2 separate regions of the Triticum aestivum genome follow, and region 2 is linked to region 1. Evidence: chromatin contacts called from public Hi-C data. All regions are on one chromosome and are shown on one strand. The core of a region is the stretch at or near the end of the contact, and the rest is flanking DNA. Distances in the headings are between cores, read along the strand shown. Region 1 holds the start of LOC123155979 (translation initiation factor eIF-2B subunit gamma). Region 2 holds the start of LOC123161032 (phosphatidylinositol 4-kinase gamma 4).

Region 1 (3,949 bases), core at 730-3,229:
CTGGAGCTTCTGGAGGCCTGCGCTGAATATGCCCAAACCATCTCAGACGATGTTGGACAAACTTCTCTTCAATTGGTGCTACCCCAGCTCTATCTCGTATATCATCATCCCGGACTCGATCCTTCCTCGTGTGGCCACACATCCATCTCAACATACGCATCTCCACCACACCTAACTGTTGAACATGTCCCCTTTTAGTCGGCCAACACTCAGCGCCATACAACATTGCGGGTCAAACCGCCGTCCTGTAGAACTTGCCTTTTAGCTTTTGTGGCACTCTCTTGTCACAAAGAATGCCAGAAGCTTGGCGCCACTTCATCCATCCGGCTTTGATGTCTCAACATAGCCGGTCCCAAGCCCGGGTGTAAAGGAGGAGGGTTGTGATAGGCTTGGCGAGCCAACGTAAAAACTCAGCCACTCTTATGGAGATGAAACCCAAACTAGTTTCATTCTACAGATTTATAAAAAGATGTCTCCAAGCAAGAAAATGCAGGATAGCACGTAAGGAGAAGGTTACAAACTAGTAGCCTGTATTAGAAAAAATTGTTATACTGAATCTCCAATATGTATCATACATGCACCTAATGAAAAAAAATCACTGAAAACAGATATGAGATCAAACAGTTGAAGTTACTGAGAATTATAGGATTTTAACACCTTGATTAGCAATTTGTGAAAGTCTATGATCGAATGAGCTGATTATAGTTCGTACAAATACTATGCTGATTTAGCGGATCATACATATCCAAGTAATTTCATTCTATAGAAAGATGTTTCCAAGTCAGTAAAATGCAGAATATCACGTAAAAAAGGTTAGAAAATAGTGGCCCATATTAGATAAGATTGTTAAAATCGTTAAACCGAATATCCAATATGTAGCCTAATAGTCAAATGAACATAGTACAACAGCTATGCAGCCCTTCTGACTGATATCACAATTCACAGACCTGATCAACCAACATCTTCACCAGAGACTTAGCCCTTGTAACTTCTCAATCTGGTTACATGGTGCTACCGCTAAATCCCAGAACTCCATAGCATTTGATCTCTAGTTACCCATCGAAACCAGCACACTACCGTAGAAGATCCACAGCACTGCCAAAACAGCCCACTGAAGTAAAACTCCACTAACAACACACCAAAAAGAGTTGACCCACAAAAGTTGGCAATCTTTAGAGATGCTTTCAGTTACATGTCAAAATTCTTGTTAAGCATAATTGAGGCAACCATTAGCCTATTCACTACCAAGTTGAAACAACATGCCAAGCTAATGCAGCAAGAAGCTTCTAATGGATAGGAATTAGGTGATCCTAACAGCAATAGCAGCACCCAGAGTCCTGTATTTCAAGCGGGCAAACGCGGAATCGGCCTCAACTTACCTCCACGACGAGGCGGTCCAGGTAAGCACTAGAGATCCACGCGCCGACGAGGCGGGCCGCCTCTTGCCCCTCCACCACCTGCAGCAAACGCACAGGCGCATTAGCCAATGGTAGCGCCCAGCTACGGAGCGGAGGCAGAGCAGAAATAGAAGAGCTCGGTCGCTTGCTAACCACGATGATGTCCTTGAGGTCGCTGGACTCGAGGAGATCGAGCACGTAGGAGATCGCGGGGCGGTTGGCGACGGGGAGGAGGGCCTTGGGAACGTCCTGCGAGAAGCAGACGGGGGGATTAATTAGGGTTGTTGGGAGTTAGGGGCGGGGTGTCGTGCTCGGTAGTAGACCTTGGAGACGAGGGGCGAGAGCTTCTCGGAGGTGCCTCCGGCGAGGACGACGACCTGGAAGTCCATCTCCTCCTCCTCCGGCGGCGGCGGCGGCGGATGAGGTCGACGGGGAGGGTCAGGTCAGGGTTTTGTGGTTCGTCTCCTTCCGGCGGCAGTGTAGTGGGACTGGGAAGGATGGGAAGCTTCCGGGTTCGCTTTCTCAACAGTGGATGCACAATTTCATCTGCCCAGTGTATTTTACGTTTTCTGACCTAAACTGAATTTCTGGATTTTTCGTCGAGGTATCTTAGTCCCCGTTTGGATTGTCGTTTTCCTTCTAGATACAGTTGTAAAATATACGGACCTTCGCCGGTCGTTTTGGTTTCAGGCTGGAAATAGCTCTTTGTAAGTTACACCCCGGAAGTTTTTTTTTTTGAGTGGGAGTTACACCGGGAAGTTAAATACACTTGTATTAAAATACAACCATACCAAGCGCGGTTATTGGGAAACGTTTCCCTCCGGAGCGCCGGCTGAAGCGACGCGCCGGTCGCCTCTGTCGCTAGCGCACATGCCTTTATGGCCCACATGCAGGGGCAGAATCCCCTTTCTTTCTCCATCGATTTCTTCTCCACTGAAACAGAAATCGCTCTCGTGCTCTTCACCACACACCACGGCAAGATCTCCATGAATCCCCACCACTTCCCATCTCCTCTTAATCCTGCCTCATGTGCTGTCTGCCGCTCGCGCAAGGCCGTCGAGGTAATTTTGCCAGCGGGAGCGCCCTCTCCTGTTTCTCACCGCTTTTCTTGTGTGCAGGTACGACGTGGAGCGATGACCGCCTGTGCTACGAGCTGGCTATGTGCTGTTGCGACGAGCGGTGATCGACTGAGGTGCAGGACGACCAGCGGCGACATGAGGTGCGGGGGTGCTGCACCCGCATGCACGCAAAGCTGGAACCGGCGCGCCGAGGTGCTACAACCGGCATGTGGCCATGTCACAATCAGCGCGCGGCAGCGACGGCCATGCTGGCGATTTGCTACAACCACGGTGTCGACAGCTACAACCGGTGACAAGAAATGCTATAACTATTCACAGTGATGTTACGACCCGCCCACGGGGTCGGTGCCGCACAGAGGTGCTCGAGCGGCGAGGTTATTTTTGCTGGAAGCGACGAGTTGGATTGCTGGAACCGTGGTCACTAGATGTTACCACGGCGACTCCCAGATGCTACCACAGGTGAACTCTCGGATGCTTCATCCACGTGCTGGAACCGTGTTCACTGGATGCTACCACGACGACTCTCGAATACTGCATCCATGGCACCACCCGCGGGAATGGTTTGAAGGAAATATGCCCTAGAGGCAATAATAAAGTTATTATTTATTTCCTCATATCATGATAAATGTTTATTATTCATGCTAGAATTGTATTAACCGGAAACATTATACATGTGTGAATACATAGACCAACATAACGTCACTAGTATGCCTCTACTTGACTAGCTCATTAATCAAAGATGGTTATGTTTCCTAACCATAGACATGTGTTGTCATTTGATTAATGGGATCACATCATTAGTAGAATGATGTGATTGACATGACCCATTCCGTTAGCCTAGCACTTGATCGTTTAGTATATTGCTATTGCTTTCTTCATGACTTATACATGTTCCTGTAATTATGAGATTATGCAACTCCCGTTTACCGGAGGAACACTTTGGGTGCTACCAAACGTCACAACGTAACTGGGTGATTATAAAGGAGTACTACAGGTGTCTCCGAAGGTACATGTTGGGTTGGCGTATTTCGAGATTAGGTTTTGTCACTTCGATTGTCGAAGAGGTATCTCTGGGCCCTCTCGGTAATGCACATCACTATAAGCCTTGCAAGCAATGTAGCTAATGAGTTAGTTGCGGGACGATGTATTACGGAACGAGTAAAGAGACTTGCCGGTAACGAGATTGAACTAGGTATTGGATACCGACGATCGAATCTCGGGCAAGTAACATACCGATGACAAAGGGAACAACGTATGTTGTTATGCGGTTTGACCGATAAAGATCTTCGTAGAATATGTAGGAGCCAATATGAGCATCCAGGTTTCACTATTGGTTATTGACCGAGAATAGTTCTAGGTCATGTCTACATAGTTCTCGAACCCGTAGGGTCCGCACGCTTAACGTTACGATGATAGTTTTATTATGAGTTTATAAGTTTTGATGTACCGAAGTTTGTTCGGAGTCCCGGATGT
Region 2 (3,949 bases), core at 816-3,315, 440 kb after region 1:
CACGATCACCAACTGGATGGTCGAGAATATAAGCCGCAACTTCCCTTAGTGCACCTTCCCCTACACGTGTTCCCCTCTTCATGCCTTCCCCATCAGTCGACAGTGGATGACCCCTTGGGTTGTTTTCAGCCATAGGTTCCTCATCAATCGGCTTAAACACTGCAACATTCTTCTGGCCTGATGAGTCTTGCATGAAGTAAACACCCCCTGAACCTTCTGCTGACATAACTGGTGTATATCCATTCTCAAGACCAGCTATTGCTGAGTCAATCATTTTCATCACTTCAGATGACAGCTTCGCCTTCCGGTTAACCACAATTGGTTCGATAGGAGCAGGCTTGCCACCAGCTGGTTTTGCAGGGGTCACCACAACAGATTCATTCTGAAGGTTCTCTTTCTTCTGAGGGTTGTCAACTGTGACCACAGTATCCTTATCAACTTGCTGTGTTCGTACCTTTGCTGGTTTGCGGATGAACAAATGAATCACAGCATCATCCTTGTTGCTAATATCAGCAATCAACTGGTGGTCCTCAAGCACCTCTCCATCGTACTCGAGCTTGTCATCATCCTCCAGGCTATCAAGGTCCTCATCACCCTCCACTGCAAGCTTGCTCTTGAGGTACTTGACATTACGGGTCTGGTCCACCTGAAACTGAAATTTCTTCCCACTGGCGGTCTCAATGTTGATCACCCGGAGGTCAGCCAAGCGGATAACAAGGTGCAGAACATTCCCATCGGCAAGCCCATAATCCTTGACAGGGCAGTTGTTGCGCGCCAGCTCATGCCCGTCGAGCACAAGCCGCTGCTTTGTCACCACAAAGCCCTTGAACCTCTGGATGCGCAGCTTGACCGAGGCGATGGAATCAGTGCCCAGCACACTCATCGGCATTGGAGGCGCACCAGGCACAGCGAGGAAGATGAGAATGGAATCCTGCAGCTGTGACCCGGAGAAACAGTGTGCTGAACGACTACCATCAAACCTGATGGGCAAGAAGGCGAGGTCGTCGGTCATCGGAGCAAGCGCAATGACACCAGCTGACGACATCTTGGCGAGTGGGGTTACAGGAGGCCGAAAGCTTCCTCAACTACAGCCAATATTTACAATGGACCGGAGTTAGAAGCTCTACACTAGGAATTAGTAGAAGCCATGGAGAAGTCAAGCCAAGGGTTCCGTTCCTTCCTTCTATGATGGATGGAGGAAACCCTCTGCGAAAGCCCGACACCAGAAACGGCACAACCGATGATGCTACAGGCACATTTTGGATTGGTCGCCCATTAAATCTGCACAAAAAGTTAGATCTCCTCCGTCAGTGGCCGGCAGAGCTTCAGCAAAAATCGTTCAAAGCACATAACACCGCACATACCAGATTTAATTTTAGGGGCAAAGTGGCTCAAAATCCTGCCTTTGCCCCACCGGAGAAGCCCAACCGCGCGAGGCAATCTGCAGAACAGAGACCAACTGGAGCGATGAGTCACAAAATCACCCAGCCGCGCAGCGCAGGCACAGAATAGTGGTATGAGCTCGCATCATCATACCTGAGAAATCGCTCACCAGAGGCAGATCGACCGATTTATTTTTCCGATGACGAGAGAACCAAGGAAGGACCGACGACCCCCGGCCACCGACGCCGGCGCCACGAACCGGCGCGGCTCCTCCCCCAGCAGCTAACGGCCGAAACCTGCTACATCATATCGCCATGGTTAGCTTACCCCGCACCGATCGAAACAAGCAGGGAACCGACCTTTAAGAATACCAGGAGGGGGAATCCGGGCGACCACCGAGTCGGGGCGCGCGCGGAGTCGGGATCGGATTGGATTGGAACTCACCGCCCGGATCAGAGGGGGAACCCCCGAGATTAGTAGCCCGACGGGCTCCTCCTTCCTTGCTCCGCGGTTCACGCAGGGGCGGAGAGAGAGTTGGGGAGGGGAAGTTTTTGGTCTGGTTTGGTTTGGTTTGGCGAGGAAGGAAGAGGGACGGATGGGCGAGGGGGAGGTGGGCAATGGAGAATTGGGGAGAGGGAGCGGACGGTGTGGGGCTGCTGATTTATTCCGGGCGTGGGGCCGGCCGTCACTCACGGCGTGACGTGTCTGGCCCGCGCACCTTCGTAGAAAAGGTCGTGCGCTCGCTTATTAGATTGACGGTTTTGCCCCCGCGACGGTGAAAGCTCGCGCGGCAAGTAACCTCGCTGTCAAAAACGGAGATTACAGCTGGGGTTTGAGACGGTAATTAACCCGCTCTTCGCTAATGCTCGGTTGTTATTCGTTTGAGTCTGCCTTCAGTGGTAAGGCTCTTGGTTTGGAACGTTAGGCTCCCACGTAAATTCTGCAGCGAAGATTTTTTTTTATGCCATCTTCGACACGGATCTATTACTCCATCTATTCACAAATAAATCTTTTTTTAACAATATTCACAAATAAATCTAGTCAAAATACTTGAAATAAATAGCTAGTATAGTAGAGAATACGAAAGAGGATCCCCATGAACGATTTATATAGTACAAACTAATCCTTATGCTTTTTACACTGAAACTCGGCAAGCGTGGGCACCAAACCATGCATAACCTGCGTGCGTGGCATTAACTTCATTTCGTATCGAGCCCTTTGGTCAAAGAAAGAATGGGCTCGTACGGTCGTGCAAAACACAACATCCATAAGAAGAAAAAATCTGAGCCATGTAAAAGTCTTCTCCCAAAAATTGTCTTTAGCCCAATTCAGCGTATTTTGGGTCTACATGTTCCAAAATGTCCCGTTGGTACAAAACCAATTTTTTTTTTTGAACATGATAAAAAAACCAATTTAACGTTGCTTCTTTCTTCTACACTTATAATGGAAACAGGAAAAAACAACCCTTGAAAAGGGAAAACGTACGCGTCATTTTCTTGGAACAGGTCGGCGAGTGGTGCTGGCATGCGGATGCACCAGTCAAACGACAAGGATCGGCCTCAGCCAGCCGTGCATACGCTCGCTATACGTGCTACGAAACGAAGGGGATGCGTTGGAAAGATCAGGCCAAAGGGATTAGGTCGAATGCGTCGGCCGTGACGCGTACAGGACACCCGTCTCCGGCGCCGTGAGATGATGGCACGACGCTGCCCGCGTGCGGACGGTGGAGTGGGAGGACGAGACCACGGCCGGAAGCATCCGATGTTTCTGTCTCCCTTTTCTCTCTCCTCGTATACGTGGAGACATCTCCCCTGGTACGAGCCTTGGCCGCAATTTTTAATTTTATTTTCTTTTTCTTTAAAGCCTTCGCCGCAATGAATTGAAGGTCCAGCTCCGGCCGTATGAGAACCGATACGAAAACAAGGCAATTAGAGCATCTACAACCACATATGTCAAATCCAGCACCTCAAATGCCTGCGAACGCGCCGACACATCCGTGGGCAATGACCGGGCATTTCTTAAATTTCATTTGTTGCATCCGGATATCTCATATTTGATTCTTATATCCATACAAAGACACGCAAAAAAAAAAGAACCTACGTCCTACATCGATCATAACTACTTCTCGTCGAAGATCACCATGATCTCCGTGCCCGGCTCCGGCAGCATGGGCGGCAGTTGCAGCTCTGGCGCCTCCGGCTGCTCCGGGCTCGGATCGGCGGCGCGGAGAGGGGGGTGGGTGGGTTAGGGTTGTGGGACGCCCGTCGGCTTAAATAGTCGGATTTCGTCTTGGGCGACACCACGCGGCGTTCACACCACGGCGACGGACACGGCGTCCGTTGAACTGCCGGGTTCCGGGTGTTTCCGTGTGGGGCCACGCCGCCAGGCCGACGTGGCGGACGTGCCCGGACACCCACATATCCGTGCCATATTTGGGCTGGACATGTGGGGTGCCGACAGCCGGCTGTTTGAGGGCAGTTTGAGTTTCGTGACTGGGTAGCGACAGGGCGACCTGTCTGGACGTTTGAGACGGATTTGAAGGGTCTGATTGTAGATGCTCTTAGGG

Evidence for each region. A called contact is a pair of places that touch in the nucleus more often than the background predicts.
Region 2: a Hi-C map of leaf shows a contact between it and region 1, with 6 times the contacts expected there. The contact joins the promoter of LOC123161032 here to the promoter of LOC123155979 in region 1. A contact is called at or near these places in 2 of 5 Hi-C or Micro-C datasets (both in leaf).

The regions. Positions count from the first base shown.
Region 1 is chr7B:456,308,370-456,312,318 of IWGSC CS RefSeq v2.1, forward strand. LOC123155979 (translation initiation factor eIF-2B subunit gamma) reads right to left here and starts at 1,980. Exons shown (of 12, transcript XM_044574155.1): 1 at 1,721-1,980; 2 at 1,551-1,646; 3 at 1,380-1,457. The coding sequence starts at 1,786.
Region 2 is chr7B:456,745,681-456,749,629 of IWGSC CS RefSeq v2.1, forward strand. LOC123161032 (phosphatidylinositol 4-kinase gamma 4) reads right to left here and starts at 2,066. Exons shown (of 5, transcript XM_044578888.1): 1 at 1,828-2,066; 2 at 1,553-1,679; 3 at 1,365-1,441; 4 at 1-1,281. The coding sequence starts at 1,045.